2 separate regions of the Gossypium hirsutum genome follow, and region 1 is linked to region 2. The links are chromatin contacts, called in public Hi-C maps. All regions are on one chromosome and are shown on one strand. Each heading gives the region's core, a stretch centred on a gene start, on an enhancer-like site or on the middle of the called end of the contact. The rest is flanking DNA. Distances are from core to core; before and after follow the strand shown. Region 1 holds the start of LOC107895611 (poly(rC)-binding protein 4). Region 2 holds the start of LOC107953045 (protein mago nashi homolog).

Region 1 (4,802 bases), core at 863-3,362, 520 kb after region 2:
CAACCTCCGCATATCTCAACAAATCTTTGGGGTAAAAAATGCCGAATCTTCCAGCCTTTATAAAAAAAATTACCTGCTGAGAACTACCACTGAACTGAATATGCCTCACATTTTGCTCTCCTTTCCCGCCATAAACCTGCAACAGTAGAACTAATGTATTTAGAACTCAAGAAAGTCACTCCTAATTCGTAAACATGGATACTTGACCAAGAATAACTAAAGATTGAATCCACAGAGAAAGTTAGAACAAGCCATCTGCCTACCTTTATGGTTGCTCCAGACTCGATTCTGATCCTTGAAATATTGGAGCCACATCTTCCAATCAATCCACCAATATATGTCTCCGAAACCACCATCTCGAAAGTTACATAATCAGCTGCAAGAGTGGTTGTCCTAAAGATGATGTGGTTATAAGAAAATATTAAAACTTGATAGCCACATAATGTAGCGGTTGAAAGCTAAAAATAAGTAACGTAAAATATTGAATAACCTGAAGTTGGGTCCACAAATGGCTGTGGAAGGGTTGGGCGAAGCAAGTTAAAATTATATGCTGGACTAATGGAAATCACTTGACGTGGTGGGTTTTCCCTGAACAAGGATCCAACAAAAGTTTTGAATATTTCATCTTCAAGCATGATAACTAGTTCATCGTATTTAGGAACTAAACTCAAGCAAAACTCAACTTATACCTGAGTTGATAACCAATCTCAGCCAGAGCCTTCAATACAGCAGGAACATCGCCTGATATCTGTTGCCAATAAGAATTCAATCATAATCCAGCCATCAGAACAAACAAACAGTATAGCAATATAAAGATAGGATTCAAATATTTTAAAAAATAAAATTTGCAAGCTTATCTCATTAAGCTTCAACCATGTAAAATCTAACCTGAACAACTCGATCAGATTCATGAGCCGATGCACACAATGGCAGCTGGTTTGGAGCAAGAATTGTGATTGAGGCTCCTGAGGAAGTCCTCAGTTTCTCAATGTTTTGACCGGACATCCCAATTAAGCCGCCTGCTTGCGACCCAGCAATCAAAAGTCTTATTGTATTTGCAGCAACATGTCCCGCACTGACAGCACCTACCTTTGCTGCCTCCGCACTACCATCATCTTCCTATTAAGAAATACAATCCAAGCAAAACATCCACAGTTCAAAAAACAACAATAAACCCGATGAAGAATTAACAATAAAACAAAAATTTGCGTGTAATTGTGTCTTGAAATTCATCATCTTTGTTTATCAGTTATCACCAAAGTTAAACTGGCAATAAAATAAATAACTGAGAGATTATAGAGAAAAAAAGGGTTACCTTTAGGATTAAGGTAGCTATTTGTTGAAGTGCATTTTCCGCATCAGAAACCATGTTCTCACAATCTTTAGAGCTTATAATGATGACACGTTCTTCATGTCGCTGACATTAACAAATACAAAAGTATGGGTAAAGGAATAATTAAGTGAGAAAAGGAAATACAACAAAATTCATGATATTCCTAAACTTACGACGATTGCATCGGCAATCTTGATGGTGGCCTTGGTGTCTTCACGAATCTTTTGGATTCTATGACCTCCTTTGCCGATGACTTTACCGATCTGCCTCGAAGGAACAACGATTCGGAAAATGACGTCCTGGGCTTTGGCCTGTCGTTTGGGAGCCGATTCGCCTGTATCGTAGGCGGCCGTGGGGTCATCTTCGTCGCGACGGCGCTTGGCAGTGGATAAAAGGTCTTTTGGGGGAATAGGCTGGGATTGGACAGCGGTGAGAGGTTGAACATCGATTTGGGAGGCGGGTCGCATTGGGGGGTTTACAGGGAATTCACCAGGCTGAGCCATCGCCGTTGGTTCGGCAAAACCAGAGCAAGAAAATGGAAAAAGAGAAAAGAACGAATCCGTAAGAAGCTTGGAAGTCAAGGGCTTTAATCGTTTCAGAGTGTGGATTTACATATATACCCCGCTAAAAGGGCATTTGGAACTTCAGACTCGGATCACAACAAGTCACGAGCACCGAGCCACAACCCGCAACACAAATCTTTCACCTAATTTCACTCTCTTTCTTCTTCTTCTTCTTCTTAAATAAAAATAAAAATAATGCATATATGACTTCTTTTTTGAAATCTAATGTCTCATTCGTGTATATTATAGCTAGATTTTTACTTACATTTGAAATTTTTGGCTTGTTGTCATAATTGGCTTTACGCCACGTGTCAATGGTTTAATATTGTTCATTTTTTTTTAATATTCTTGCTATTACTATTTATTTGACGGCTAAATTAGCAAAAAAAATGTCAGATTAAAATGATTTATATATTTAATGGAATAGATCGATTTTGAAAAAAGAGTTGGACGTATTTTCATCCAACAATAATCTCTCCAATAGTCGAATTTTTATCTGTCATAAAAAAGCAGCTAGTTTTATTTTTATATAAACTCAAATCTTTTCCTCATTTTTTTCATTCAAATCTAATTTTTTCAAAATTTTTGAGTCTCTCAATATTTTAATTATAAAATTTAAATTTAAATTCTCTCAAGTTCGTCTTGATTTGATTCTGTTTTTCGATTTTTATTTGTGTTAACTTAATTTTGGGAATGGTAAATACTCTTATTCATTTCGATGACAACCACATCTTCGCATTCCAGTTGTAAAAGGTAACAAAATATTTCTAACTTTTATAATTTTATTTAAGTTTATTATTAAGTTGTTAAAAAGATTTTTTTTTATAATTAGGCCGAAGCTCGGATTTTGGAGACATATACACAATCTATTTTCGAGGCCATCACGTATGATTGAACCCTATTTGGAAGATGTAAGATTCTGACACGTGTCTTGTATGTTCAAGGGTGTAAATTGGACCCCACACTTATCAAAGTATTGGTGGAAAGATAGAGACTCGAGTCACTCACTTTTCATTTTACATACGATGGGTGTACAATCACACTCGAGGATGTACAATTACAGCTTGATTTATCGGTGGATAGGCTAGTCGTTATGAGATTAGTGTTTGTTGACGATTGGAGTGGCATTTGAGAGCAACTGTTAGGTAAGGTGTCAAACAAGTTTTTCGGCAGTCGGTAAAGATGAAATGGTTGGAAGAAAATTTCCAAAATCTCCATGAGAGTTCGAGTCCCCTTGAAAGAGAACGACACACCCAAGCTTACATCCTGAGGTTAATTGGAGGTGTTCTAATGCCTAATAAATCTCGAACTCTTGTACATTTAAGGTGTCTGCTACAACTCATCGACTTAAAAGAAGTGGATCTACTTAGTTTGGGGTCAGTTGTGTTGGCAACATTGTACCGAGAGATGTGTCAGGCGACACAACCACAAAAAATTAAAATTGGTGGTTGTTTACTCTTTTTGCAGTCATGGGCATGGTTTAGACTACCATTTTTACGTCCCCAAGCTGACTATCATTATACTTTCTCACTCATAACAGGGTAAAATTAATTCTATAATATAATTATCATAATATTATTTAATTAGGCCGATTTTTGAAAAAAAATATTATTTGAATAGGGGGAACCATAGCCCGAGTTATGTGGGACTACTAGAAGAGCTCGAAGATATCCAGTTACTGTTAGGCCAACGATCGGAAGCCTAGATTAGTTTTTTACATTTTTTAATTATATAATATTTATGTAAGGATTTCAAAATTAATATTAACTAAATAATAAACTTTATTATTTCATACTATAACTTGAATAAACACCATATTCTGATCTGAGAATTCAACAATGTATCTCATCCGAATTATTAGTCAATCTCGATATCAAGCATGTGAATGTGTCATTGATAGTTTACACCACGATGGTGTTGGAAAAAATATGGTTTGAAAACAGTTTTCTTGCACAATGAAAAAAAAACTTTTGAAACCGACTTGATTTGTGATATTTATAGCAATAAACTCTAGACCGAAATTGTAATTGTGTTTCGAATAAACGGATCATTGTCATTCTCTGTTAATAAACACTTTTGACTTTGACCGACTATTGACCAGTGTTGACATGATGTTGACCGGCATTGACTAATAATTGATCAGCATTGATCAATCATTGGTCGAGCATTAGTTGATGTTGACTGATCATTGAGTGCCTTGATCGACCATTGACCAACATTGACTGGCGACACGGCATTATTAGAACATGCTACATGTTTTTTTTTTAAATATTATATATACTATATTGGTTAAAAATATAAATAATCATATATTATATGTATAACTTTTAAAAAAAGTTTAAAATAATTTTTTATAGAATTCTAAAATATATAATTATTAATTTAAAAAATTCAAAATAATGCCAATTGAGTCTTAATTCAATTGGCATCGACATTGTTGCCAGTGCAGGAGAGTATTAGTTTAAGTGCGTTGAAACGTAATATCCTTTATTTAAGAGTTGAGGAGGGCTATAAGTAATTCTAAACATTGTATCAAAAAATAAAAATTAGGAATCAATATAATATATATATAATTTTTACAAAAGACACGTACAGTATTCTAATAGTGCCACGTGGTCTGTCAATGATCAGTTAAGACTCGGTCAATGCCAGTCTACAGGTAATCAACAATCAGTCAAAGTTAAAATTATTTTTTAATATTTAAATATTTAATATTATATTTTTATATTTTTTTAAGTTTAAATTTAATGTTATTGTTTTAAATTAACCTAATTGTCACGTGACATTTTTCATTGGGCAAAACATGCCACGTGGCTCTTTTCCATTGACCAAAGTTGCCCAATTTTTTAATAGTCGTTACAAAATGGACAAAAATAGAAGAAATTGATACTTTAGGTATCAAATTA
Region 2 (5,198 bases), core at 1,177-3,676:
TTATTACTAGATAACAAGCGATGTTTTTAGTCTGGTGCTTCACGGCCTAGTCTACTCTATTAATACCCAAGTACATACATACATATATGAAATATTTGAAGGATTAACTAATTAGTTTCCGCAAAGTAAAGATGAAATTCACCTATAAGAACGTATAACATAAGCCATGGTTGTACAAATTGGTCAGGTTTTCATCACCAAAGTTTTCAATCAGAGGTTCAACCGGCTCAATTCATCTTCTACAGAGTTTTCACCACTGGCGAATCCATTTCATGTAAGGATCAATTTAATCATCAAACCAAAGCTAGCTCAAAAAGTTTTAGATTAAAAAGTTAATTCATGATAATAATTCAAGGAATATACCTAAATAGTCAATGGAGAAAAAGCCTTTAATATACCTAAATACCAGAAATTTCCATTTCAGACCTACATTTCCCCCCAAAGTTCCAAAATCACTGTAATCACTCCTACAAACATACCCTTAGCTTAACCATTTAAATTAATTAAAAGCAAAATGGAAGCTATACCAATAGCAGGAACAGTGAAAACAGCCCTTGTGACACCTCTGCATGGAAGAGGATTATCAATCTTCAAATAGGCTTGATCTTGAAGTGGAGCGAGATAAGAGAGAACACAAAGCACTTCAAGTCCTGCAGTACATAAAAAAGTGAACAAGGTCAGATATAGAGTCTATATTATAGACAAGCAGAAAATAGCACATCCTATAAACTTAGGATGCATAAGAGAACCAACATCCGTGGATCAGTATATGCATGAGCACAAGGAATCAGATAAACCATGGAAGAAGCCAGGGTCGGATTCCAAGCATGAAAAGGCATCTAATTACCACCCTTATATATTATGGATACTAACCGTGCTGGTAACTCGTTTCAAATATACATTGTAAGAGGAACAAAATAAACTTTAGCTTTGCCTTTCAGCATTGTACTTTTAAATAAAATAAACAAGAAATCAAGTGCCAAAGCAGAAATAAATTAAAAAAAATCAATCACGGAGCATCCATCAATGAAAACAAAACCATCTTTGTTTCAAATTACCGTGTTAAAGAACGAGTGAGGCAACAAACAAGAGAAAATATACTAGAACCTTTTCCCTATACTAAATGATGCAATACAAAGGCCCAAAGGGGGATCACAACATGACTGAAGAGAGCAAAACAGCAGATTGACAATGTCTATTAACTGACCTGAACCAGATAATAAAATATACGAAGCCCTTCGGGATCCTTGCTGCTCTGAACATCAACAAGGGACCCAATCTTTGAAGTAGTGAAAGAAATATGCTCATTCCCCATCACAATCTCGAGCTCCTGCCGTCCGACACGGTCAGGTTCTGGCCAGTTGTTGTCATCTTCCTTCATGATCTAGACAAAGAATGCCCAATAGAATTGAACAATAATATCAAGAACCATAATTAATAAAAATTGCAAATTTAAACCATCCTGAGCGTCGAAAGAACCGCAAGTTACCATTAATCGAAGAAATAAATAATCAACTAAAACTAAATCTTTTAACCTAAAACCCAGCTGGGCAATTTGAAAAACTGCAGTAAAATCAGAAAATTACAAAATATTTACATCAATCAGAACTGGAAACAAAAGACAATAAATACAAACTCGTTATTTAAGCAAAACATAGAGAAAACAAGAAAAAGAAAACCTAATTTTTGATCCCAAACCCTAGGCAAAGTTGAATTAAAGTGGAAAAGAATTAAGGAAAGCATTAAGGCGAAGTAAAGGGTTGAAAAAGGATAGGAGACCTCGCTCTCGGTGATGATGCGGCGGCATTCCTTGAGAACGGCAGGGGTGAGGAAGACTTCTTTGCGGATCATGGTGTCGTTTTTGTAGTTGGAGTTGTTAGCATATCGTAGCTTCCCGTCCGGCCTGAACTCGAACTCCAAAAATTCGTGCCCAAATTTCCCTTTATGCCCTACGTAGTAACGGAGGTAAAACTCTCCGCTCTCCTCCTCGGCCGCCATTGTTTTTCCCTCTCTTTTTTTTTTCTTGTAAGATTCTCGAAAAGAAAGCAAACAACACTGAAAACACTTCCAAGTCCAAGGGATTTTTCTGGATATATTGATGGGTCCACCTAGTTATTGGGCCTCCCAAGTTTTGTTTGGGCTGGGCCGTTTAATCTCCTCCATGCATAATCTCAGTATGAATTAAGGATATCCTCAAAATTAGAAATGTAGAGTATAATTAAATAAGTTAAATTAGAATTGATTAAATAACCTTTAAAATTTTAGGGAGATTTAGATGTACTATTGGGTACGGTGCAGTGCGTTTATTTTACTTTTTACCCTACGCTATTATCACTGTTTTTACACTAATTAGAGATAAATACATTATTCATCCAAATTAACTCACAAAAACATGTTTTTATATTGGGTATTTTTAAAAACTACAAACTATTGTTGGAGTTTAGTCGATGTATGATTGACTAATAAAATATAATGATAATGATAATGATGTCTTACTGAACCAAACTAATACAACAATTATGGTTTGCTGTAATTGTCCAAGTCTTAAAGATTCCTTTTATCTCTTATAAATTTGACTTCGTAGGCTCAATATATATATTGTGATGAACATAGGATAAAAGACCTGTTTTTTAATCATAATTTAAGGCAAATTATTTAGAAGATCATAAAAACATAAATCTCCATCTCTGGTTCATAAAGGAAAAATAAAATAAAATCACACAGAATATTGACGAAAACGAAAGCAAATAAGCCAATAAACAATAGCACTGCCTCTCCCCTAGCTCATAATTCCAACAACGGCTCCCAACAAGGCTACCATAAAACCATAATTCACGGTGCTCGGAGCTCCGCTAGGTGTTGACGGGGGAGAAGTTGTTGTACCACCACTGGGGGGAGTCCCGGAAGGAGTGGTGGAACCAGACGGAGTAGAGGGGGTGGAGGGTGAGTTGCCACTAGCTGCTACAACATTGATGGCTAGCTTCATGCCACCAGCACAGTGACCTATGGTGGGGCATATGAAATACATTGCCCCTGGATTGGACAGTGTGATGACAGTGTTCCCATCGCTGTAGGATTTAATAGCATTGCCGGTGTTGCAATTATCGTAGTCGCTCTTGGATACTTCCTCCACCGAGTGGCTGCCACCGTAGGTAAACACTAAAACGAAAAAATACAAACAGGGTCATTCATATTGTTATCTTACTTTGGCTTAATTTTGGTAAGGAAGCAACTTACAAAGTGTGTCGCCTACGGTGAATGTTTTCCCTTGAACCCAACTTTGGTAATCTCCGGTCGTGGTCCAACCGCTGCTGTCTCCTACGGTGTATTGCTCGGCAAAAGCCGCCGGAGCTGCTAGGAGGAGGAAGAGGAGGGCTGCTGCTAAACCCATAATGTTATAAAGTTTAAAGCCTAATTTTAGTTGGAAAAAAATAAAGGACGGTGAAGGGACTCTTAGCACGTTATGTTGTGTTATATAGAAGGCTGAAAGTATGATTTATAGAAGCAAAAAGTCAAGCAATTTCTCTATTATTCTTACTAAAGCCAATAATTAATGTTAGCTTAATTAATATTCTTCCATCTCCTCCTCACCAAATCAAATTGAATATATATATATATATTGCTGCCTTTTGATTCAAATAAGAAAGAAAAAAAGGGTATTGATAGGTTCAGCTAGCAGCCTCTGTGTGGGACTTTTTATAATCTTTGCTCTCTCACTTGTATAGAATTTAATGGGGTGAAATTGCAGAATAAAAATCAACATTTATTTTTATTTCTAATTTAATTTTAACACAAATCTTTTATCATTACATTACCCATTTGGTGAAGTCATTTTCCTTTTTAACATTTGTACCTATTAGATAAGAGTCAAAAGTTTCAGCCTAAACAAATACAATCTAGAATCTCTAACCTAACCACCTTTGGAGAACTTGTGTAACTGAAACAGGTTGAAACTGATGTCTTGTTTATGCACCAAATTTATGTCTTAAATTATATTTTAAGGATCTATTTTGGTTTTACTAGTGTTTTTTAATTTTATTTATCTACTTTAATTTGATATAATTTGATTTTTCTATTTTTATAATATTATTAATAATTAATACATTTAAATTAATAATACTATTAGTTATTGCTATTAAAATGAAAATGTACATCCGCCTTATATGTAAATTTTTAAATATTTATTGTGTGCTTAAATAACATTAAAAAAAATTTACTTCATCACTTTAATGACGGTAATTAATTATTTTATCAATTTAAACTTACTAATAATACCATTTAAAAGAAGCCTAAGTAATGTCAAATTAAAGTAAAAAATCAAATACTAAAATTTAACATAATACAGCGACTAAAACCATAACTAGACCCTGTTTAATAAAAAAAACCTAACCCGTTGGCCATTACATCACCAACCAAAAAGATGCTAATCAATTCAAACATTTAATATTTTATTATAATAATAATAAATCATTGCATTCCTATTATCTGTATGGATTGGTTAGCAATAGGCATATGATGAACTCACCATAACTGCATTTTATATTTCTGAAAATTATTGGAGTATTAGTTATCATATGATAATGGCCATGTACTTTGAAAATGAAACCTTGAAGGAGTTGGTGGAGTTGGTAAAACAGCCCCTCCTTTGTTTATCTTCAACAATTTATATTCAAATATATTTTTTATATTCTTCATATTCATTTTACGATTTATATTTAGAGTTTGTTATTATATCTTTTAACAAATGAAACGTTAAAGGAGTTGGTAAAACATCCCCCCTCTTTTATTTATCTTCAATAAACTATAACCAATATATTTTTTACATTCTTCATATTCGTTTTACAATCCATATTCAGAATTTATAGTTGTCCCTTCTAATAAAAATATATTGTGGCTTACTATTGCACTCAGCCACTTTTTGGTAAATATATACTTTTAATTATACAATAAAACTATTCATGGGTTGAACAATGTTAATATACAGTATTAATGTATAATTATATAAATTTAATTTTATTAAAATATGTATCATGTAAATTTTGTTAATAGTTTTAAATGTTAAAACAGACCCATTTACATCTGTTCATATTCCTTTTACTACTATTGTATATTGTTTTTTTCTTGTATTAAATCATTAGATAAAACAATTTAATATTTTTTACTGTATATTTAATTCTCAAATTATTTAAATACCGGGG

Evidence for each region. Hi-C and Micro-C count contacts between places; a contact is called where the count stands out from the background.
Region 1: a Hi-C map of leaf shows a contact between it and region 2, with 1.9 times the contacts expected there. The contact joins the promoter of LOC107895611 here to the promoter of LOC107953045 in region 2. A contact is called at or near these places in 2 of 34 Hi-C or Micro-C datasets (hypocotyl and leaf).

Annotation. Positions count from the first base shown.
Region 1 is chrA08:9,502,609-9,507,410 of Gossypium_hirsutum_v2.1, forward strand. It overlaps LOC107895611 (poly(rC)-binding protein 4), which reads right to left and starts at 2,113. Exons shown (of 9, transcript XM_016820885.2): 1 at 1,507-2,113; 2 at 1,316-1,417; 3 at 889-1,119; 4 at 690-748; 5 at 491-588; 6 at 264-376; 7 at 74-136. The coding sequence starts at 1,836.
Region 2 is chrA08:8,986,430-8,991,627 of Gossypium_hirsutum_v2.1, forward strand. LOC107953045 (protein mago nashi homolog) reads right to left here and starts at 2,427. Exons shown (of 3, transcript XM_041075819.1): 1 at 1,780-2,427; 2 at 1,208-1,384; 3 at 306-650. The coding sequence starts at 1,998. The coding sequence ends at 591. It overlaps LOC107896308 (uclacyanin-3), which reads right to left and starts at 3,606. Exons shown (of 2, transcript XM_016821487.2): 1 at 3,238-3,606; 2 at 2,669-3,159. The coding sequence starts at 3,391. The coding sequence ends at 2,780.